2 separate regions of the Muntiacus reevesi genome follow, and region 1 is linked to region 2. The links are chromatin contacts, called in public Hi-C maps. All regions are on one chromosome and are shown on one strand. Each heading gives the region's core, a stretch centred on a gene start, on an enhancer-like site or on the middle of the called end of the contact. The rest is flanking DNA. Distances are from core to core; before and after follow the strand shown.

Region 1 (5,716 bases), core at 998-3,497, 140 kb after region 2:
CCTAACTGACCAACTGTGGCCTGAAGAAACAATTCCTTAATTTAAATATGGAATTGCTTGTTTTCACAGCAAGGTTTTTATTAATTAAGAAAAACTCACATGGGCTTCCCTGGTGGTTCAGCGGTAACATGGGTTCAGTTCCTGGCCAGGGAAGATCCCACATGCCTCAGAGCATCTGAGCCTGTGCTCTAGAGCCTGAAAGCCACAACTACTGAGTCCCATGCTCTGCAATGAGAAGCCCTCGACCCCAACTAGAGAGTAGCCCCCACTCACCACAACTAAGGAAAGCCTGAGAACAGCAACAAATACCCAGCAGAGCCAAAAATTAAAAATAAAAATAAAAGTGTCTATGACTGAATTCCATTTAAAAGAAGAAAAACACAGGAAGCTGGGGCTCAGTGGGTTCTTTGCATTGCCTAAGGCAAGCAAAGTAGAGAAGGTGTCCCCTAACCCAGATTGTGAGGCTAAACACCACAGCCTTTCCAGGTGGCTCCAGACAGGCTGACAGGTGGGGGTGGGGCTCACCAAGCCGTAAGCGAGGTCCACCTGCGTCGTCAAGTGAGTGGGGAACCTGCCGGGGAAGACAGACCCGCTGGAAGTGGAGGCCTCAAGACCCTTCCCCAGAATGTGCCCTGCCTTCAGTCTCCCAGCAGGGCAGTTCCATTAAGGGAGCTAGTCCCTTCCACGTGCCACACTGAAAGCAGTGTCAAGACGAACATGATTTTAATGCAGTATTTTACAAAATATAATTGAATGAGAGCAAATCCATACTGAACCACACACAGTCAAAAATTGAAATGAAAGCCAGGATTGGTATTACTGCTTTTCCTTTCCTTCTGCGTCACCCTCCAACGTGGTCGCCACCCACACTGGTCCTGCATTTTGGGCCATGGAGACAAAGCGGGGGTTCTTTCCCTCTGTGGGACTTCCGGCCACAGCGGTGCCTCCAGACCCCGGGATTGTCCTCACCTGGGGAAGTGCTGCTTGAGCTGATCCAGGGCGTACTGATAGTTCTGGGCTGGAAGGTTGGCCTGAGAATGCTCCTGGAGAAGTCAAAGTGGGAGATGAACAAAACCCACAGATGGCCAGCATAGTTGCTGTCAAGTCATCAGCCCCAAAGAGGGTGGGGCAGGACCTCCTGAGACCTGAAGGTCATTTGCTCTCTCTCTGTTATTACTTAAGTACCCACACGGTATCTTCCCGGCCTAAAGTTGAAAATATTTACTTTCTGGCCTGTTATGGAAGCTTGCCGACCCCTGGCCTAAACTGTTAGAAGTGGTTTTCTCTGGGAAGTAATGAGGTCGGGGGCAGGAAAGGGGAAGGGACTTTTGCTTGTAAAATATTAACTGAATAAATGATGTAGCCAGGTGTGTATCACCTGGGTGATAAAAAGTTTAATTTTAAAACGAAAGTGGCTTAAAGTATGATGGCTTTGTATCCCCAGCTTAAAGGCCAGCCCATGTCCCTCCCTTAGGAGCAGGAGAGATTTGAGCCCAGCTGCTGCCTCCTCGCCCCTCCCCTAAGGGGTAATGCCTCACCATGCTTTGAGGGTGTCCGTGGGGGCTGAGACGACCCCAAGAGGTCACTCTTCAGGCTGCAGTAACAAGGAATTTAGCCAGGGACTCTAAAATTAACAAGGAGATTACAGATCCTGAGCACAGAAGGCTGATCGGGAACAGAGACACAACCAGCCCCACCCCACCCTTGGCCCACCTTGATCTTCCCTCTAGGGCTGAGTCCTGGGCCTCCGACCCCTCCCTGAGCGCCAGTACCCCACTGCATTCTCTACACCCGATGTTCATTCATTCACCTCTCTCTGGGGGTTCCAGCTGTGCTGATTCCTGGTGGGGAGTCCCCTGGGGCTTCACTCTAGGAGGTGGGGCACAGGGTATGGTGCCAAACATATACACTTCCTTCTAAGAGCAGTCAGGGCTGGAGGAACCCCAGACAAAGATATCAAAGCTCAAACTTAGTTTTGAGACAATTTCCTAAAGCACCGGAGAATATCATTTGGAAAGGGGTTTTGAAGGATGAATAAGAGTTGGCCAGGTGAATTAGAAATTTCTCAGGAAGAAAGAGACCTAATCAGTCCTGTGGCACTAAACTTCTTTACTTCTGCCCCTCAGCACCCTTCCAGCCCCCTCCCCAGCCCAGGGACCCTGGGGTCTGCCAAGAGATCCAAAGGCCTTCCCACCTCTTTTAGGATGGTGGCCCAGAAGGAAGCCGCCAGGGTCAGCCAAGTTCAGGCGGACAGGAAGCACCCCCCCACCCCGGAGGCCAATTGACCCATCGGGCCCCACCCCGCCCCGCCCCGGCCCCGCCCCCGCCCGCCCCGGCCCCGCCCCGCCGCCACCTGCACCGCGAAGCCGGTCAATGAATTAGCAGCAGCTGCACGTGGGATCGGGCTCCGCAGGCGGCCGCCGGCGGCGCTGACCAATCGTAAGGGCGCTTACCCACGTGGGCCGCGACTCCCATATCTGATTGGTCGGCTCTCCCCAGCCGCCGGACGGGCTGTCAATCAGCGCGCCCGGCGCCTACGCTTAACCCTTGCGGTCCCGAGGCTGGGAAGGGCAGCGTGTAGAGTTGTAAGCAATTTGGGGTCCCGGCAGGGATGAGGATATTTAGTTAAAGCAAGGGGCTTGGGGTCACAAGGTGCCACTAGACGAGAGACTGGGAGGTGTGTATTCTCCTTGTTTTGTGAGAAGTCTCGTCAATTTTTCGTCCTGCCCTGGAGCGGCTCCTGGCTGAGGGTGGGGCGGGGAATGGAAGCGCTCTCACTCCAGATCCTTAGATATGGACTAAGCACCTTCTCCTCAGTATTAAATAACGTGCATTGCAAACGAAGCTTCGGTCCCCTTTCTTGGGGAAAATTCAAAGGCTCCCTTTTATCCAGCCTCCTAGGAGGCAAGCCTGGGGCTGTGCATTTTATCAGCGAATTTTCCCAGCAGCCCTCCGAGCCCCGGGACTGAGGCTCTGAGAAATCTGAGAACCAAAGGCCGGATACTGCGAAGGCCTTGGAACTGGTACACTTTTCCAGGTTCAAGGCCAAGGGGGGAAGCCTAGTTCTACTCTAGGCTTGGGGTGACCTCAAAGATAAGGGTGGAGTGTGTGTGGAGAGGTTCAGGGGTCCTGTTTTTGTTGTGAAATGGCCTGCTTGAGATGGGAAGTGGCTACTGCAGAGTGTGGGAGTGAGAGGTCAAGTTTGTACCCTCCCCAGAACCTTCGCTCTGGCTGTTCCCTCCTGGGCTGTTCCCCGGCTGGATACTTCACCTTCAACTCTAGCTCAGAGGTCACCAGTTCAGGAAAGCATCCATCCCCTGGACACAGTTCTTATTTTTCTCCAAATCTGGTTTATATTGAAGCTAATCTTGTAATCTCCGTAGCCCTAAACCCTGCTGTGTTCAAAACTCACACAATGCTGATTCTCCTACGTGTTTGCACCTGGCCACCGGCACTGGGGTGGGGGAGGGGGGCCGGGGGAGTGGTGGTGAAGGGGGGCGGGAGTAGGCAGGTTTGTGATTCACACAAACCAGAGAAATCTCCTTCCCCACCAAAGTCGTAGCTTTGTCGTGGAGAGGAGGTGGACGTGGAAGGGAAACGGGTGACTGAGAGTTCAGATCCTAGGAAGATAGCCCCCAGAGGTTAAGATGTAAACACACAATTCAGGTTCTGTGGCTTGTTTGTGAAGGCCAAAGTGAGAGCTGCCATGTATAAGCCTCAAATACAGGTTTTTGCCCACCATCCCTCCACTGGCCCATAATTGAAGTATATTTTATTTATGGTCCAGCCTGCTAATTGCCTCCCTCTGCGTGCTCCACTCCTCTCCGTGGTTGTAGAGGGTCAGCCGGACACACCAGTTTATTATCCTGGTCTGTCTTGTCTCCCATGATATCCACTGGTTACCTGCGGTTATTTAAATGAAAATGAATTAAAACGAAATAAAATTTCAAACTCCGTTCCTCCGGGGCCACAGGCTGAATCAATGTCAACTGCTCAGTAGCTGCACCTGGCTGGGGACGACTAGCTGCCCTGCAAATCTATAACATTCCCATCGTCTTAGAAAGTTCCGCTGGTTAGTGCAGGTCTGAGATTCTCTTTAATTTTGATTTTCTATTGGAGTATAGAAAATCTCCAGTATTGGGGTTGCCAGGTGGCGTTAGTGCTTAAGAACCTGCCTGCCAATTCAGAAGACATTATTAGTTCAATCCCTGGGTGGGGAAGATCCTCTGGAGAAGGAAATGGCAATGCACTCCAGTATTCTTACTTGGCAAATCCCACGGACAGAGGAGCCTCGTGGGCTATAGTCCATGGGGTTGAAAAGAGTTGGATGTGACTAAGTGACTAGGTACATAATTGATTTACAGTGTCGTGTTCAGTTCAGTCGCTCAGTTGTGTCTGACTCTTTGTGACCCCATGGACTGCAGCACGCCAGGCTTGTCCATCACCAACTCCCAGAGCTTACTCAAATTCATGTCCACTGAGTTGGTGATGTCATCCAACCACCTCATCCTCTGTTGTCCTCTTTTCCTCCTGCCTTCAGTATTTCCCAGCATCAAGGTCTTTTCCAATGAGTCAGTTCTTTGCATCAGGTAGCCAAAGTATTGGAGCTTCAGTTTCAGCATCAATCCTTCCAATGAATAGTCAGGATTGAATTCCTTTAGGATTGACTGGTTTAATCTCCTTGAGGTCCAGGGGACTCTCAAGAGTCTTCTCCAACACCACAGTTCAAAAGCGTCAATTCTTCAGCACTCAGCTCTCTTCATGATACAACTCTCACATCTATACATGACTACTGGGAAAACCATGGACCTTTGTCGGCAAAGTAATGTCTCTGTTTTTTAATATGCTGTCTAGGTTGGACAAAGTTTTTCCAAGGAGCAAGTGTCTTTTAATTTCATGGCTGCAGTCACCATCTATAGTGAGTTTGGAGCCCAAGACAATAAAGTCTGTCACTGTTTCCATTGTTTCCCCATCTATTTGCTATGAAGTGATGGGACCGGATACCTTGATCTTAGTTTTCTGAATGTTGAGTTTTAAGCCAACTTTTTCACTCTCTTCTTTCACTTTCATCAAGAGGCTCTTTAGTTCCTTGCTAAACATTTAATTTACTAAATATTGTGTTAGTTCCATAGAACTGAAGTTCTTAAAAAAAGAAAAGAGAAATTCCTGGGACTTCTCTGGTGGTCCATCAGTTAAGACTTCACACTCCTGATGCAGAGGGCCTGGGTCTGATCCCTGGTCAGGGAACTAGATCCCACATGCTGCAACTAAGAGATTGCATGCCACAATTAAAAAAATCCCAAGTGCCACAACTAAGACCCAGTGCAGCCCAAGAAATATTTTTTAAAAGAGAAGTTCCTAAAAAAAAAAAAAATAAATAATTTTTTTTTTTTTTTTTAAAAAAGAGAAGTTCCTAGGTCCATGTAGAATTGAGAGGCATTCATAGCAGCACTTCTATCCTCACCCCTGAAAAGCCCCCTGCACCCGTAGCTGGGGTCATGGTGGGCCCTTTGGCTGGTGTGGGCTCACCCCTGCATCTTCCTTTTACTGTTCCCACTTGCTCCAGCCTGTCTGACAGGCAGGCAACCTCCTTGAGCCCTCAGGAAAGGGACAGATGACACAGCAGTGAGGAGGGAAGGAAGCAAAGATTTCCTTCTTGGCTCTCGAGTTGCTATGATTTACTTTGGAAAACCAAGGACTGATGAACATTTTCTAA
Region 2 (5,472 bases), core at 66-2,565:
GACTGGGGAGGGGAAGCCCTCATGGGGTGGACGGGCCTTAGATACCAAGTTGGGGGAGAAACCAGAGGCCAAAAGGTTCTGGAACACCAGCTACATAAAGGCCGGGAAAAGAGAGGGCACTTTCAAAAGATTTTAACAGATGAGGGGGCAGGGCTGGAGAACAGAAGCAAGGCAGGATCCAGGCCTGGAGGCCTGAAATCCTGGGGAGAAGGAGCAGCAGGAGGGCTGAGGGGTGGGTACGCTCCCAAGCAGGGAGCAGTACATGGGATTTCAGGAGCACAAAGGCAGGATAATTTCTGAGGAACCTAATTCATGAGCTGGGACCAGGGAGTAGGGAAGGCCTTGACATAAAGACAGGCTGGGGTGAGCAATCAGAGCTCTGAGCCCTTAAGCAGGGCAGAATGTGAGCACTAGATAAAGCGCACCGGGGTGCTGAAGGGCTGTGCAGGGTTGTCTAGCTTAGCCTGGAAGAACGGCGCTGAGAGACTCCACTCCAAATCAAGGAGGCCCAAGGCTGGTGTTCTGCTCCAGCTGGGGATTGGGGAGAGACAGGGGACCCAGGTCAAGAGCAGCGACAGTGTCGCCTGAGGCTGGGAGTTCTGCGTTCTGGAGCAGGTAGCCCTTGTCGGGGACGGGGCCAGAGGGCTGTGGGAGCCAGCGCGGTGGGTCCCCAGGATACTGGACACAGAGAGCTAGGGGCCCAGCAGCGGTTCAGGTATCCAGGCTCGGACTTGCCTGGAGCTCCGGTAAAGGGTCTGGTGGCCCAAGTGAGGTCTGCAAGCTTAACTCCTGCTGGACGTGTGGGAGAGGCAGGTCCTGAGATCCAGGGAGCAGAGACCGAACCACGGGAAGGGGCATCCCGGCCGGCATAGGCCGGGGCCCTAGGGAGGCGGGAGGCTGGGCGGGAGGTCAGGGCCCCAGCCGGGAGGCTGAGCCGGAGGAGACCAAGAGCCCAGGAGAAGAGCCGGGCCCAGGGGGAAGGCCAGGGGCCCGGGTCCACGCACCGTAGGGTTGCCCCTGCAGGTCGTACTGCTGCATGCGGTACACGGTGAACTCATGCGCCGCATCGGCGGCGGGCAGCGGCGGTGCGACGAGCAGCAGCACCGCGGGCAGGAAGACGATGAAGCCGAGAGGCAAGCACGACGCCTTCAGCATATTCTCCAGCACCTCGCCCGCTTCCTCCAGCATCCTGGCCTGCGGCGGGGCCGCGCGGGGCGGCGGCGGCGTCGGGACGGCGGTGGCGGTGGCTCCCGCGGACTCACTTCGGCATGGGTAGGCGCCGGGGTCCTGCGGGCGCCGCGTCGGGCAGCCCGCGCCCGCCCGGGGTCCTGCCGGCACCGCCGAGGGCCGCCCGTCCGACGCGCTGCCTACTGGGAGTTGTAGTCTTTCCGGCTCTCGGAGCCACATGGGAGTTGTGGGCCCATTCTGTTACTCCCTAATAAAGCTGTGGTGGACTGTCGGCTAAAGTTCCGCTTAAACTCCAAGTGAGAAAATACGGAGACTTTAAAACAAACTATTAGCAGTGTAACTTATTGAAACCCTGTTTTTGCCGTGGGAGAAAGGCGAGGGACGAGAGGAAAAGAGGTTGTACAGGAGGTGACCTTGCGACCCGGAAGAAAGTTAGAAATAAGGAAGAGAGGGGCGGACCTGTTGCGCTAGGACTCCTGGAAATTGTAGTCTCGAGCAAGCACAAGGGCTCATGGGAGCTGAAGTCTTCCTGGCAGATGTCTGGGAAAAAACACTTAAAACTCCCAAAGAATATAGATGTTAAATTGCCTGAGGGCAAAGATTTGTGTTTGCTTTGTGCACTGATGTATTCCTCGGAACTTGACCCAAGGCCTGGCACACAACGGGTGGGTTATATAATTTTTGGATAAATGAATGAAAGAAGAATCAAAAAATCATGACAGGTTCCTAAAAGGGAATGTCGCAGTGGATTATGGGACTTGTAGTCTGCAACCTGGCGTTGTGCTGGGGTTGATGATATAATTATTTATACTTAGGCTTAATTATATTCGGGGCATATTCATAGTAAAAAAGTTACTCGTTGATAATCAGAAATTCAAATTCTACTGAGTGTCTTAAATTAATATTTTCTAATCTGCCCACCCTAAGAACCCAATTGTCCCTGGGTCAGAGGCCTTAAGGGTCATCAGTAACTCATACCCTCCGTACGGATGAGAAGGCTGAGGCCACAGGGTGCAGAACACAATGACCCTAGCCCCTAGGCTCTGGTACTGTTGCCTAAGGAGTTGAGCCTCCCTTCTGTCCCAAGTGAGAGGAGGCAGTTGTGTTGACTAATAACATGAGTTCAAGTCCCAGCTCCTCCACTTCCCAGCTATGTGACCTTGGGCAAATCTTTTCACCTCTCTGAGCCTCCATTTCCTCAACTGCCTGCTGAATATGATGATAAATAATCAAACACTCTTCCCAGGCTACTCAGGGGTGTGTGAGGATTCAGTAAGATAGTTCATGTGAATGCACTTTGAAAGGCATACATGAAGTGCTCAATAAATGCGGGTATTATGAGAATGCACCAAGCTCATGCAGCCTTGGAGCTGCTGCATCTTCTCTTCCTGCATAACCCTCACAGACCCCTCCTGCTTTCTGCATGGGTAGTTCCTTACCAAAAATAACGGACGCTTAGTTTGGTGCTTGTCACCCACGCCAAACTGTGACCTTTGTGCAAGCAGGTGCCAGGTTGTTCACAGCTGCAACCCCAGTGCCCAGAATAGAGCCTGACACACAGTCATTAAGTGAATGAGTGAGTGAATAAATGAGTCATGAACACCCTAACACACCAGCCCATCCTTCCCAGCTATGTCACCTGCTTCTGGCCATCCCCAGGTCTCTCCGGGCGGGGTGGGGGTGGGGGGTCCCAGGCTGGAGGAGTCAAGAGTGGCTTGGCAGGGTAGGGAGAGGGGTGAGAACTCATTCTGGCCCAAGTGATCTTCATCAGCAAATATTTATTATCTGCTTCTCCATCTACCCCTGCTCCTCCCAGCCAGGCTATGAACAGGCAACACACACACACACTCACCCAGAGACAGAGCAAGAAAGGGGCCTGAATCTGGCTCAGATAACGAGGCTTGGATCTTAGGGCTACCCGTACCACCTCCTCCCCTGAGCCTTGGTTTTTCTGTCTGTAAAATGGGGAGTTTCAACTAATTCTGCTTTGTGGAGGTGAAACCTTGGAAACCAAAGAATAACTTGAAACATTCATTCTTAGTTTTCCAAAGAGGGAAGGAACTGGTATTCATTCATTCATTCATTAAAAAGGCAGTAACGACCAGGGATCAAGAAGTCACCTGTCTGAGTCTGAATCCCAATTCTGCCTCTTCCCAGCTGTGTGAACTTATGTGTTACCTAACCTCTCTGGGTCTCAGTTTCTCCATCTGAAACATGAAGTTAATGACAGTATCTGCCTCCTGGAGGTTTTGCAAGGATTAAATAAATTAACACACAGGTGATTAGAACAACAGAGTAGTCTTTAAGGCTTCTTTGTTATTATTCATTTATCTATGTTACCAAAAGCAAGTTCATTCACAGCAAACCAAAACTTTGGGAGTTGGAGCAGAGAAAGGTTTACTGCAGCACCATGCAAGTAGACCAATGGCTCATGGCTTATAAACTCATACTCCCCAAAGGGTTTCAGCAAAGTAAGGTGAGACGGACGTGATGATTGTTGCAGATTTCTTAGTGTTGGAATCCTTTGTTCTTGCAGCTGGCCACGAAGGACAGGATGTTCCTATAAGCCTCCAATGAGACAAATGTTATTCTCTGTTCTGCAACTTTTTACTTCTGTATGAATAGATTCAAGTTTCAGAGCCTTGAGGACAGGCTCTCCTGTATATTTCAGGCTTTAATGCAACATTCTTGTACAAAAGGTGCAGAATCAGCATGACAGGCAACAGGGCACAAAGGTGAAAGTAAGAGGAACAGATCTAATAGGGAGTCAGATTTGTTCTTCCCTGTTACAAAAACACGCTTCCCCAAAACACGCTTCCCAAAAACACGCTTCCCAAGTGGTGCAGTGGTAAAGAATCCACCTGCCAATGCAGGAGACAAAGGAGACACGGGTTCGATCCTGGGGTCTGGAAGATCCCCTGGAGGAGGAAATGACAATCCACTCTAGTATTCTTGCCTGGAAAATTCCACGGATAGAGGAGCCTGACGGGTTGCAGTCCACGGGATCACAAGGAGTCAGACACGACTGAGCACTGAGCACAGCACATTACACAAACATGCACAGTTTGAGAGCCTTTATATTCCTTGCCTTATGAATATCCCAGGAGGGCAGGAGATATCGGTATCTCCATTTTACAGATGAGGAAACTGAAACCCGTGGTGCATGGCAGAGCTGGGGAACAGCAATGAGTTACAGACACCTGAGCCACCTAAGAACAGAGGACTACATTCATGAGGACAGCTCCACCTCAGTTAGGGAGGTGGGGAATAAGGAGGTGAAGAGGTTTCAGTGGAAGGCATGCTGCTGGGACCAGTTATACCAGAGCTCTAGTTCATGGAGCATCTCCCACCTGCTGGGCCCCGTGCTGTGTTTGGGACACAGCAGTGACCCAAACACTGTCACTAACTCCACTATCATGGAGCTCAAAGTCCGGGGGAGGAGGTGGATGTGTGACCAGGTGTGATTGGAGCTGTGATGGAGATGCACAGGCAGATGTGTGAGCCTGGAAGGGGGCTAAGGAAGAAGAGAAATCAGGGAGATTTCCTGGAGGAGGTGATGCTGAAGCTGAGACCTGAAGGATGCACAGGCCACTCTAGTGGGGTTAACAAAGACAGGTGCAAAGGTACCAGATGGGAAGGAGCAGCAAATAGTCCAGTTCAGTCAAAGCAAAGTGTGACACTCACGGGGAGGAGGGGGCCATGGGGCCAACAGGCCCAACTCACACAGGCCCGGGGTTTCAGGTCAAGAGCTTCAAGGCAGCCCGGGCTTCACTCACCCCAAATTCCGCCAAGACCCCACCCACCTTGTCACTGTTCCACCCCACACATGATCAGGAATCCGGAAAATATAAGAAGCATCCCAGGTTATGGGTTATCCAGGGGGCGCTCTGGGAAGGGAGAACCCACCTGCTGATGCCCAATGCAGGAGACACAGGAGACATGGGTTCATTCCCTAGGTCAGGAAGATTCCCTGGAGAAGGGAACAGCAATCCACTCCAGTATTCTTGACTAGAGAATCCCATGGACAGAGGAACCTGGTAAGCTACAGTCCATGGGGTCACAAAGAGTCGGACACGACTGAGTGACTGACGCAAGTATGCAATCCTAGCTTATACATGCTTAGAACTTTCCCCTCCCTGTCCCATAGCACTTCTGTGATGATGGATGGATTCTGTGTCTGCATTATCCAAAACAGTAGCCACAAGTCACATGTCCCATCAAGCACTCAAAATGGGGTTAGTGTGACCAAATGTCATGGGCTGAATTGTGTCTCCCCCAAAATTC

What was found. Hi-C and Micro-C count contacts between places; a contact is called where the count stands out from the background.
Region 1: a contact with region 2 is called in a Hi-C map of muscle, with 4 times the contacts expected there. The contact joins the promoter of TLE6 here to the promoter of NCLN in region 2. A contact is called at or near these places in 2 of 3 Hi-C or Micro-C datasets (blood and muscle).

The regions. Positions count from the first base shown.
Region 1 is chr1:199,546,735-199,552,450 of mMunRee1.1, forward strand. It overlaps TLE6 (TLE family member 6, subcortical maternal complex member), which reads right to left and starts at 2,248. Exons shown (of 16, transcript XM_065934018.1): 1 at 2,195-2,248; 2 at 1,539-1,624; 3 at 970-1,043.
Region 2 is chr1:199,405,125-199,410,596 of mMunRee1.1, forward strand. It overlaps NCLN (nicalin), which reads right to left and starts at 1,316. Exons shown (of 15, transcript XM_065918077.1): 1 at 1,005-1,316. The coding sequence starts at 1,188.